Regions from separate parts of the Rattus norvegicus genome. Here region 1 is linked to region 2. The links are chromatin contacts, called in public Hi-C maps. All regions are on one chromosome and are shown on one strand. The core of a region is the stretch at or near the end of the contact, and the rest is flanking DNA. Distances in the headings are between cores, read along the strand shown. Region 1 holds the start of Zeb2-as1 (ZEB2 antisense RNA 1). Region 2 overlaps Arhgap15 (Rho GTPase activating protein 15).

What was found. A called contact is a pair of places that touch in the nucleus more often than the background predicts.
Region 1: a Hi-C map of the A7r5 cell line shows a contact between it and region 2, with 12 times the contacts expected there. The contact joins the promoter of Zeb2-as1 here to the enhancer-like site in region 2. A contact is called at or near these places in 3 of 12 Hi-C or Micro-C datasets (the A7r5 cell line, Schwann cells and psoas muscle) and 1 of 1 datasets of contacts at active chromatin or transcription factors (oligodendrocytes).

The regions. Positions count from the first base shown.
Region 1 is chr3:49,748,138-49,754,062 of GRCr8, forward strand. Zeb2-as1 (ZEB2 antisense RNA 1) reads left to right here and starts at 4,365. Exons shown (of 3, transcript NR_132636.2): 1 at 4,365-4,528. Zeb2 (zinc finger E-box binding homeobox 2) reads right to left here. Exons shown (of 10, transcript NM_001033701.2): 2 at 3,255-3,396. The coding sequence starts at 3,327.
Region 2 is chr3:48,738,199-48,744,656 of GRCr8, forward strand. All of the region lies in intron 8 of Arhgap15 (Rho GTPase activating protein 15), which reads left to right. Among named protein-coding and RNA genes, the nearest start is that of Arhgap15, 340 kb to the left of the region's middle. Within about 2 kb of position 3,368, at least 29 of the 93 cell types and tissues checked have an H3K27ac peak or open chromatin away from gene starts, as enhancers often do. A contact at or near this core is called in the A7r5 cell line and Schwann cells, where this site is marked.

The sequences.
Region 1 (5,925 bases), core at 3,115-5,614, 1.0 Mb after region 2:
TGGCACTGTCTTTACGGGGCATCCTGCCGGCCTGAAGAATATTGGTGCTTGGATATTTTAGATTGTTCTTCTCTATTTGTGCCCCCCCCCCATCTGCCTCTTTTGCCTGGGCTTCTTTTAAAAATAATACTTCACATCACCGTGGTTCTGACCAGCCTTTCAAACACACAGACACTGCTCTGCCGGTTTCCCTTCCTTGCCACCTTACTCTACACACACACACACACACACACACACACATACACACACACACACACACACGCTGGTGACTTCATTAAAATTATATAAAGTGCCATTCTAGGTCTTGGGTCTTTTCTCCCCCTTGCAGCTTCTGTGATTATTGTTGCTATTATTCCTTTCCAGGAATTTCTATATGATGTTGATAAGCATCGCCATATTCAGTGTTATCAGCAAAGACACAAGCTCAAAAGTGACATCTTTTCCAGGAATCCAGGAAAGAAGAAAAACCCACTCAGTTCAGATAAATCCTGGCAATTCCCAAAGGAAAAGGCACTGGGTATGTATTTGATGAGAAAGAAAATGGGGAAAAGATGGTCTGAGCTCTCCTACCTGCTTCTCAAGACCTACACACTGCTAAGTCAGACTGAACCTAATGAAAACACTGGCAAGTAAGTCCCCAGCTTACAGCGTGCTTTCTCGAGGGCTCTTTGGAAAAAGAGACAGGTGATAGTTAAAGTCAGATATGGTGTGGGCAATCCACAGAGCTGCTGGGGAACGTTTAGGGTCTGGGATAAATGCCTTAAAAAGAAAGAAAGAAAGAAAGAAAGAAAGAAAGAAAAGAAAAGAAAAGAAAGAGAAAAAGAAACCAAAAAAAAATCAAAGTTCAACTTTATCCACTTCAGAATGTGGAAGCTTGTCCCAAATTAATGGCTGAACATGAGAGAAATGGTTGGTGTCCCTGACTGCACCCCTCCCTGGTCCACTGTATTACCTGTGAGGCCCCAGTAGCTTGTACCACCCGAGTTCTCAAGAAGCCAGAATCTCTCCCAGTCCCCAAACTGGGCTGTGGCCTGACCTCCCTGCTGGAGCCAGGTTGGTATTTCACAGCAAAATCATGAAGGTAGAAGAAGGAGGAAGAGCAGGAAGAAACAAACACTTCAAACAGTCTTCACTGCAGAAGAATATTTCTGGTTGCTTAACTTTAAATCTCATTGTCCTTTCTTAAAAAAAAAAACTGTTTAACATGGGGGGGGGCACTTCATGACACAAAGCTTTTGTTATCCAGATGAGCAGCACTATGCTTTAGATACTTGTGAGGGGGGAAGCCCCACAACAGACATTGATTTTAGAAAATCAATAACTAACATTTAATAAAGGGAACAGAGGAAACACGAGAGAGGAGAGGGGAACATTGGATGTAATTTTAGTGTCTACTAAATTACCCAGAGATGGAGAAGGGGAGGTCTCCTGTGTAAGAACCACCTTAAATAATGCCAGGCAGCAATGAAGAAAAAATTAAATTAAAAGAGAGAGAGACACACACACACACATACTTAAAAAGAGGCAGCCTGAACCGAATCTTGGGGACCAGCTTGGAATATATTATTGTCCTTGTTTTTTGTAATACTAAGCCAAGCAAACAGATCAAAGACAGCACAAAGAGGAAAGGCAGGGTAACATAACGAACAGTTTTTGACTAAAATTCCTCTATCACTCACCCATATGGCTCCGCACCTCCACCACAACAAGCAAAAGACACACACACACACACACACACACACACACACACACACACACACACACACGATAAGAGACAGGAGAGGAGGGGGGGGAGATTATTTGTCTCTAAACAGAATCATTTAGTCTTTGTGTTTTACTCCCTCCAGGACCCCAAACTCCCACACTGCACTCCCCCCCCCCCCAACCCTTTGCAAGCGGTGCAGCATTGAGGCAAGCTAGGGGGAGCGCACAATTGTCTTCTCTGGTGGAAAGTTGTTCCAAGTGGATCTGAACAGTACTCTCCAGGCGCGGGCTTGGGGAGCGATCCCCGGGTGTGTGCTACCACCCTAGTGCCCAGCTCAGAAGCGTCTAGACCGCCCGTGCCCAGTGAGCGGGCTGAGAGCGAAAGGAGAGTGAAGTTTCCTTTCCGATTCTGGGCTGGCGCGGCTGGATCGCTTGTTTGTTTTGAGGGGCTGCCCCCCCCGTTTCTTTTCATTTTTTTTCCTTTTAAAACTCAGTATCCTCCGTCAGCACCCACCCCCTGCACCCTCTGTCGTCCCCCAACTCTCTCCCCTCCCCCAAGCGTCTTCCGCGCACTTGCCAATCACTTTTCTCTTTTATTCCCACGATTTTGTTTGAGGGTAATACCTAGGGGGTCTCTCTCTCTCTCTCTCTCTCTCTCTCTCTCTCTCTCTCTCTCTCTCACACACACACACACACACACACACACACACACACACACACACACACTTTTACACAGTCCCTTTCCAAAATGGACCTAAACTCTCGCAATACACACCCCTTTAATCTGCCACCTCTGGTCTGCGTGTTCCCTCTCACCCCCATCTCTTTCCTCCTTCCTGACTCAGCCTGGAATAACGGGCTCCTCCCGGGTTCCTCCCGGCCGTAGAGGAGCAACTACCGGGAAAAGTCTCTGTTCGCCCCACTCTCTGGCCCGGAGCGGGGCCGGAGCCTGCTGCAGAGAAGCCGGGTCCCCAGCCCGCAGCTCCCGGCCAGTCCCTCCTACTCCCCGGTTCCCCGCGTCTGGCCAGGGCCCGCTGCCCGCGGACCGTTACTTGGCGCACAGAGAGGCGGCCCGGCGACTCCAGCAAGAAACTTTGAGGCTGGCGGAGAAGCAGCCTCGGGTCCCCTCCCATGCTCTCGCCGCCCTCCTGCCACCCTCGCTAGCCCGCGCCCCGAGGTCCAGCGCGCCCGAGCGCCGGAGCCCCCGCCCTGCCCTCGCCGGCCGCTCCAACCGCGGGGCCGGCGACCTGCGGGCCGGGAAGCAGAGCGGGCGGAGGCAGCGGGGGTGCCGGGGCCGCGGAGTGGGGCGCAGGTCCGATCGGTAGCGCTCGGAGCCCCCCCTCCCGGCGCCCGGCGCTCACTTGGCCCCGCACTTGCTTAACTCCCCCCCGGTACAGCGGCCGCGCGTGGGGCTCCGGCGCTGGCCGCCGAGGGAGGCTCGCCCGCGAGCCCCAGGCGCCGCCACAGGCTTCCTTCTCCCTGTCCCCCCCTTTCCCCTGGTCTCGGGCCGCCGAGTGGCCCGGAAAAGTTTGGTTCGGGCCTCTTCTTACCGTTTTTCCTCCTGGGATTGGCTTGTTTGCGCCTCTTGCACCGGGGGCCATCCGCCATGATCGGCTGCTTCATTGATAAGAGCGGATCAGATGGCAGTTCGCATGGACTCGGCGCCCTGCTTCGGCAGCACGCAGGCTCGATCTAGCAACCAAACACAGCGACAATGTGGGCATCGTCCGCGCCCATTGAAACGCGCGCGGGCCGCCCAGGGGATCCGGGCCAGGGCCCGGGTGAGCACCCATCCGCGCCCCCAGCGCCAAAGCGAAACTTCGGCGGCCCCCTCCCCGCCCCCCACCCCCAGCCTTGGCCCCGAGGCGCTTTGTGTTGTTACTGTTTGGTGTGTTGCACTCGCGAGGGGATCAGAGACAAGAATTACATCTTCAAAATGAGTCATAACTCCTGACCGTATGAGGGAATGCACACAGCGGTACAGTAAGACTGCTTGACTCAAGGCTAGGCGGACCCCTTCCTCCGAAAAGTCCTCAGCCGGGCTCGGGAACTTGGAGAGGGGGTCTTTCGCTCTCATCTTTTCTCATCCCTCCTCCGACCCCCCATTCCCAAGAGGGAAAAAAAGTAACAAACAACGCAAAACAGCCCTTGGATGAAGCACACTCGGGTAAATTGATAATAGTAATTACAGGAAGCCCACTCGCCCCGCGACCCCTCCCCTCCCCTTTGGAGTTTATCGAGGCACTGTCTCTTTCCCTACACCCTCCGCCCCCAAATTAAGATTTCCCATTTTACCCGGCAAAAGAAATATAATTATAAGCCTCTCTGGACATTGTTCCTCCCCCAACCTCACCACTTGGACAATATTTACTTAAGCCCCCCCCCCCCCAAACACACACACACACGTTTCCCCACACTGATTTCCTTAAATTCTTCCAGTAGATTTTTTTTTCCCTCTCAAGAAAGGAAAGAGAAAGTCCGTGACCACTATTTAAGTTGTTCTAAAGGATCTTGTCCTCTCTGGCTTCGAAACTTTTGTACCTAAAAATCGAGGGAGGCGCTGCATTCTTTGAGCTCAAACTGTCAAAACTTGGAGAAGGGGAACCTCGGAGGCAGGCCGGAGAAGAGGAGAGCCCTGAAACTCCGCGGGGTGGGAAGATGCTGTGCCTCGAGGATTAGTTTAAACAGCGGGCTATAAAAGATGTAACAGATGCAAACTGTAACACAAGGGCCATTAACCCTTTCTCTGCCGCCCAGCACGCCCAGTCCCTACACCCTGCACCTATTGTCTCCGGTGCCACAAGCTTTGCGGAAAACCTGGAAAGTGAGTATCAGTTTCCGCACATTTGCTGAGCGGGGGTGAAGGGGGGCAGAGAGAAGGGGAAGTGGGTGTTGTAGAAAGCACTTTAAATTTACCTAGGCATACAGGGTAGATTTCAAGTTTGACACATTTAAAAAGAAATCATTTCTTGTCTGTCCTATTAATTCGAATTTTTTTTTTTGCGGGGGGGGGATCCTGGAATAAAGAAATGGTCACACAAGTCTGTGGGATGAAACAGCTGGCCTGTCTGATTTCTGCTGAGACTTACACGCCACTGCATATAAAATATATATTTAATAAAATAAGTTGCTAGCTTTATGAGCCAGTATGTGTGTGAGGGAAAGACATGGCATTTATGCTGTAAACTTTATTTGTGAATGTTAGTCTTAATTTCTGGAACAAGCACTCTTGCCCTCCTCGTTAGAGGGGTAGCATGGGAAACACGTAAGTAGGTGGGAGATAAACACATTTATGTTAGCTGAGCTCACCACTATGTCTGTGACTCCTGAACTCCAACTTTTCAGTCTCAAAGTCTGGAAGGGTGTGTGTGTGAGTGTGTGTGTGTGTGTGAGAGAGAGAGAGAGAGAGAGAGAGAGAGAGAGAGAGAGAGAGAGAGAGAGAGAGAGAGAGAGAGGTTCCATAAAAAAAATCCATGTGTATATTACTTGGTCATTTAAAATATAATTTCAAAAGTTACCCTAATTTTAACCCTATTATCCTGACAGCAGTTTTCTTCCCAGCTGTAGTGGACCCCCCCCCCAATTCACTTTGGTAAACGACTCAAGTTCCAAGAGAACTTTCACTTCTTTATTTATAATCACAGAAGTGAGGTGTTACTTCACACACACACACACACACACACACACACACACACACACACAAAGAATGAAATAAAGAAATGAAACTCGCTAGGCAGACAAAAACAGTCAAGTTTCTGCTTAGAAAACAGCCTTCTCCGGTGGGAAAGATTAGACTACCATGTCTAAGAGAAGGACTTGCTCCCGAATTTGGTAGGTCTTTCTCGAATAAGTTTTATAATTATTAACAGGTATTTGCCAAGTTTTAATTGCTGGATATAATGAATTGGAAGTCGGTGTGAGAACAAAGCAGAAGCTCTCCACTTGATGAGTTTTTTTACCCCAGCCATACAGTTCTCAGCAAAACTTTTCCTAGACTATGTAGCAAAAAACACCTTTGGTTACCTGAATGGACAGGTACAGAGCAAATTACTGGGGGAGGTGGGGAAAGGGAGAGGGAAGGAAAGAGAGACTAAAGGAAAGCAAGAGAAAGCAAAGAAGCCACTCTTGGGAAAAGTCTGCCACCGAGGAGCTAAAACCACCTGAAATTCCTGTCCACAGACACCCGGCTCTCTTCAGACTAACATCCCCACTCGAAATGAG
Region 2 (6,458 bases), core at 2,118-4,617:
AGGCTTGCTGTATCACAAGCTCCTAGTAATTCTTCTGCTTCTGCTTCTCTCTCTCTCTCTCCCTCTCTCCCTCCCTCTCTCTCTCTCTCTCTCTCTCTCTCTCTCTCTCTCTCTCTCTCTCTCTCTCTCTGCTGGATGCATGCTAGTATCACAAATATGCACTACTGAATCTGTTGTCTCTAGGGTTCTAAACTCCAATTTTTACACTCATACGTCAAACATCTTACACAGTGATTTCCCCCCCCCCAAAAAAATTCACGAAAGATTTCAATTATAAAATATATTTTAGTTACCATGACTCAAGCATGCAGTTTTTGTACCCTAAGACAACTCTAAGGCATGGAAGTTCTTCGAATATAAAGTCAATGCCATGTGTTGCTATATAAGGTCACATGGCTGCCGTATTTATCAGAGCAGATAACCTGCCATTTCTGACTAGATAGACATAAGATTTATTATAAAATATAAACTTTAAAACTGTATGGATTTTTCCATTGTTATTAGCGGAATAGTTGGCATAGTCATGGTTGCTGTGCAGCCACCTCAGTGTATCCACTTCAGCAATACACTAATTCTCTGCCAAAGTTGCAAGAAATTCTCATTTGTCAGTTGGAGATTTGGGTATATGCTGTATTAGGATGTGTTATATCTCAACAACCATCCCCAAAGCTCTCTTTAGATAAAATGAACATTGACTTTTACTCATAATTGTTAGTGATATGCTTAATCTTTAAGTTCTTTGTACTGATTCTGAGTTTCTCAAAGTACCCCATTTGTCCTCTTTTGGTTTAGACACTTTAGATGATGTTTCATTGTCAGTCTCTGAAACTCAAAGACTAGTCCCATTTCAGTCTAATGGTATAGCTTCTGTAGCAAGCTGGATGTTAATAATGACAATGACAAAGAATGAAGGAATAGGATTTGACATTGTTTTCCTCGTGTCTACCATATACGACGTTATCATGGGTAACATATTCATTCATTGCAATACAGCACCAAGATCCCCCCCCATTATGCTGATGAAGACATTGGAATCCAGGGACACTGATCCATGCACTGCCCTGGTGACAGAATCAGAATTCAAAGCCAGATCCCAAAACAAAGAGCTATGTGCTCTCTTCTACACATCAGGCCTAGGTTGTTTTTCCAATAAGCACAAACTATGATCCAGGCATGATGGGAGTGTGGAGAGTGCCATTAAACTCTCAACTGCAGTGGGAGAAAACCCTCTCACCCCACTCTGCCTCAACTGCAATAGTATTCCAAGGGCAGCTTATTTTACATAGCAACAAACCTGGCGGAAGAAATATTTCCGCCAAACTGCCAGGTGACCTAGAACAATTCTCAGCTGACCATTTCCTTACAATACAGCAATTCACATGTTTTCCTTTGCAAGGGCCACCCATGATACCCAGCTCTGGCCCTACTTTCCTTGTGAGACAGCACCTGTCTGTGACTGGGACTGCTTCTCACACAGGTGGCTTTTTAATTTTTCATCTGTGCCGTAGAGTGCAAACAGCTAAACTTGTACTTCGTTGGCTAACTGGGGGAGGTATTTCTTGATGGGTATTTCTCACTGCTACAAAAACCTGGGATGGGAGTAGGACCCTGCCAGAATAAATCTCTTGTACTCCTTTGCCTCTACTTTGAGAGTTTGAGGGATTAAGGACTAGCAATAACAGTAGTTCTTTTATTACCCAAGACTCACCCTGTCTTCCTCGCCATTCATAATGTCCGTGTTAGGAATCCACGCTGATGACTACATCTGTTGCGTTATTTAAAGTAGATCTTTAAGTCAAAATGAGAATGTGGTGCAGCTTCATTTTAAGTTTGCTTAATGTTTCCAGCCATATTTTAGAAATAAGTCAAAATACTTTCTTCTTAAGTGCATTTTTCTTTTGGTTCGAAACCTATGTGTATTTTAAAGTCATTCAATCTGCACATTTCTAACTCCTCAGGTCTTGAGCCATCGCTGTGTTATTTTATATAAGAGGCACTTAATGTCTCAAGAAGGTTTTTTTTTTCTTTTCCTCGGGACCATAAGTTTCATTTTGTCAAGAGCGAACAAGCTTGTGATGGACCACAATCACGGCCTGTTCACGTCCAAAAGCTGGAATTTCAGAGAGGTTGGGACTTGGCGCGGCACATTTTCCCATCCGCAGCTCAATCCTCTCCATTCCCTCCCAGCTTAGGCAGAAACACATGGAAAGGATATCCACGCAGCCCTTCTCGGTGACATCTGCATCTGGAGGGGTGTCCTGGCATTCGGCAACACAGCTCTCTGTCCCCCAGGGAAAGGGAAGGCTGAAAACCCCAAATAATAAGAATAATCTATTGCAGATTTCAGGTTACCAAAAAGTTGGAGAAAAGAATCACAGCCAAACACTTAGCATCATTGCATGTCAAAGAAAGGCTACTGTAATCCCCCCTTGGGCATGTATTTTTCATATTATTATGCATAATTATGCATATAAATTTCAATATATTTCCATATTATATTCAAAACTCTCCAATTGTGAATACAGAGAATAAAACAATTGATGGCATTTGTTGCATTTGGAGTTAAATCCCAGTCACTGGAAGCACTGGGCCAGCAGTGGGCGCCTCAAGCAGCCGAAAAGGCTCCCTTGAACATTCTTCTGGATTTAAGAACAATTTTTCTAATAAAGTCAATCTGGGATTAAAGAGGCAAAAGGAGGTGCTGACAAAGGAACCAGAAATGATGGTTAAGAAGTTTGGATTCCAGCTTTGCTCCGTTTCTTCCTTTGTTGCCTTGGGCAAGTGACTTCACAATTGAGTCTTTCCTCATCCCCAAAACTGGGGACACTTACACTTTGTTCTTTTCAGTTTTTTCCCCCAGATTTAATATTTCATGTTTCTGAGACATCAACCTGAACTGTGCCCAAAATAATGAGGTTTTCTGATTTTCTGGTGTTTTTAAAAATCAAAGAAAGAGGGTAGGGGAGAGGGAAAGAGGAGAAGTTGGAGAGCAAGAGCAAGAGAGCGAGAGAGCGAGAGAGAGAATTGACTCTTTTTGGAAAAAAAAAACAAATAGAATATTTGGTGTAACCTTTGCTGTGGGAACCTGAAAGAGTGGTAGGAGTTTAACTTGGGACAGGTCTGGTGACCCAGGTCTCTCTCTACAGGACCCTGAGGGGTTTCAAAATAGCCCCAAAGCAACATGCATCTGGATCACAGCAAGCAACAAAATGACAGGAGTCTTTCTGGGCTCTTTCTTAGGTTCTGAATTCTCCTTTAGAAATGTATGTTATGAATTATGATGACTACGCTACAGCCAAGTATTCACCAGGCTCCGGCTAGATCTTTGTTTAGCGAGCGTAAGCTCCCTGCCAGCTGCAAACTGCAGCTGTCTGTCAGCATTTGTAAGGACAAACTATGCTGCTATCCCTGATCACTTAGCGGTAGACTACACACTGTGTCCTCAGATATGCCCGACGCACCCTTCGCATGCATTTTCAATACACTTCCTGTGGGGGTGGGCAACAGTGCTTTGCACGCACATTTTGGAGCAAATAGCTTGACGCTTATGTCAAAATAATTCTTCAAATAATAGAGGGTTCTGTCCCCCCAAACACTTCTTTCTGAGAGGCTGTGTCTGGCCTGACATTTTCCCATCCCTGATATCACCAAGCAGACACGGGAGGTTGCCACGCTTACAGTCATTGCACAGGCAGGACGAGCCAGCCAAGAGAGCAAACCCAGGCCAGGCGCCGGTCTCAGCGCTCGGGAATGTGGGGGTGAGAAGGCCACCTGGAAGGGTGAAGGAGGCAGGGCAGAGCGGCCATTGCCCTACAACATGGTCTGGAGCTGCAGGCAAGACATAAAGAATTCTTATCTCAGCCCAGATCCCATCCAGAATGTGCAAACTGGGCCCGGGAACTCGGTGGCTTTCCAAGAAGGGGCTTTTTGAAAGATGGTTTTAGACTAGAATTTGTTGGTCGTCTAGGGGTGTGTGTGTTTTCTATAATCTCTAGGCACATTTGGCTAGGAGAAAAGCTGGCGGCAGCCGACCAGATTAATTAAAGTGTTTGCAGGGTTAGTGAAAGTCTATGCTGTTTTCATCATCGGAGTTAAGTCATACAGGGACAGCAATTTGGAAAATACTCTGAGAATTATCCTAGAAACTTAGGAATGGCCGGCTTGGTTTTCCCCAGCCGTTGCTTACCTGGTAAAACTGATACTGAAAGGTCTTTGGGTTGGGGTCACTCTTTTATACTCCGCAGAGACATGCTGGCATCAGACCCTGCTTATGGATAAGTCATTTGGGGATTTTTTTTAAATGATTCTATGTTCTAGTAAAGGAAAAAAAAAGATGGAATTTTCCCCATTCACAGGGGTATTATGAGAACTGAGTTTTGCTACAGAACAGTATTGTTTCCACAAGAAATGTTCTCTCCTGGGGGAAGAGGTACAATGCAAATTCAAGTTCACAGCAAAACTGTACAACATGTAGCACATGTCCAAAGATGGCCTAAATCACTAAGTAAAGAAAATAGCCTAAAGTTTGGGAAAAGACTCACACACATATTCCTCCCCCTCCTCTCTCTCTCTCTCTCTCTCTCTCTCTCTCTCTCTCTCTCTCTCTCTCTCTGTGTGTGTGTGTGTGTGTGTGTGTGCACGCACGCGCGCGCGAGAGCGCATGCACATACTCGCACTTGAGTGTTTAGGGCTATGTGTGTTTATCAGCAGGGGAGCAGAGACCTCCAAACATAAACACGTTCTTTCCCACAAGTTTAACATATACACAATGCTTGGAATAGTTTCTTTCAGTAGGAGAGACCGTGAGAGCCACAGAGCAGTAAATAACAGCAAAGCACTCTTAGTCCTATGATTGTTCCCTATTCACGGGGATTGTAAAATGAAAACAAAGACTGCAAGGAATCAATATTTTCAAAACGAATAGCAACTTGCAATGCATGAGTGTTTGGATTACTAAGTGCCTTCACTTCTCTGTGCTGTGTCTGCTGCCTCGCTTGTCGGGAAAGCCTTTTGCTGGATGTGCTTCATACGATGAGCTTGGGTTTTGTAATAAACAGAGAGGAAGGCTGCAATAATGTATTTTGGTTAGAAAGAGGCACTTGAAAGAAATTGGTTTTGCTATACACATGATGTGAGCCAATCAATAGTGGTTTAGTCTGACAAGCACTGTCAATATCCCCTGTCACAGTTCAGAAAGTCTTTAACAGATAGTGCTTCGGAACACAATCGTTTTAACACATGCTCGACGTCTTGAAAATCCAGTCTACCTGGCAGATATTAATCACAGGTAACTCTGGGAGTTGCATGCAAGATGTTTCTTTAATTGGGTGGTAAAGGACAGTTTGTTTTAAAGGTATACAAACAAATACTCCTGTACATAAAAATACATGGGCGTATACATAGATAAATGTGTACATAAAGATGTAGCAGCCAAGAGTAAGTTCTAATGATATTAGATAGATAGTGAATGCTTAGTAACTGCTGATATTTGGTGCTTGGCTGAAGGATGAAGAGGGGGAGTTTTACCCCTGTTGGGCTTAATGCTGATTATGGGCACAGGGCTGACTGCTTTGGACAATCGTTAAGAGTAACGATTGCTAGCCTAGATGGAATGCTTAACACACACTTCCTGTTCTGATTTCTACTTCTCATGGAGCAGGACATTTCCCCTGCACAGCAGTCTGTTGTAGATATTATTAATCTCATTTAACAAAGAAAGACATGGAGATGCAGAACTCTTGCAGGGTTTAAATAAATACGCCATGTTACATGACCTGTCGAAATGTTACAGTATTCTAAAGAGAGAGAAAGGGTCACAATTGGTTGTTGTTGTTTAAAGAAAGAATGTCAACAATTGGGAAAAAAGCTATTACAGTTCTTACATTCTTTCCCATTAAGTGCTTTCTGTAACTCAAAAACTCCTCCCGCAAAGCGATCATGGATAAAGTAAATCACATCTCTGTGATTGGACAGAGAGAAAAGCGAGATATCCTGACAAGAGTTAGAGAAGAATGTTGAGGTTGCAAAGGGGATGTGTTTCCCAACACTGTTGGTTAAGTGTGTAAATATGTCAGTCTTGGGAAAACCATGTGTAACATGTAGACTAGAGCTGAGAAATCAGGTGAGATTGATGGCTACTCTTGCTGTAAAGGAACCCCGGTCTTCATCTACATCTCCTTCATGGTATTCAGTATTTTCTTGCCCCATACAGCTGCTGGGCAAATAGTTAAGTGATTCTCTTATGAGTGTGGAGCCTTTCTGCTACACGCTGCTTCCATTGTCAGAGTGATTACACCACCGCAGGCCATCCTCAATGGTTAAGATTGGCAGTGCCTAGATCAACCTTCCATTAGCTCATTTGCTGTCCCATGAGTCAGTCGTCAGTCATCTCACCTATGGCCGTCCACGTGCCTCTCAGGCCTGCAGTAATACACACTACCCTGCTCTGGGATCTGTAA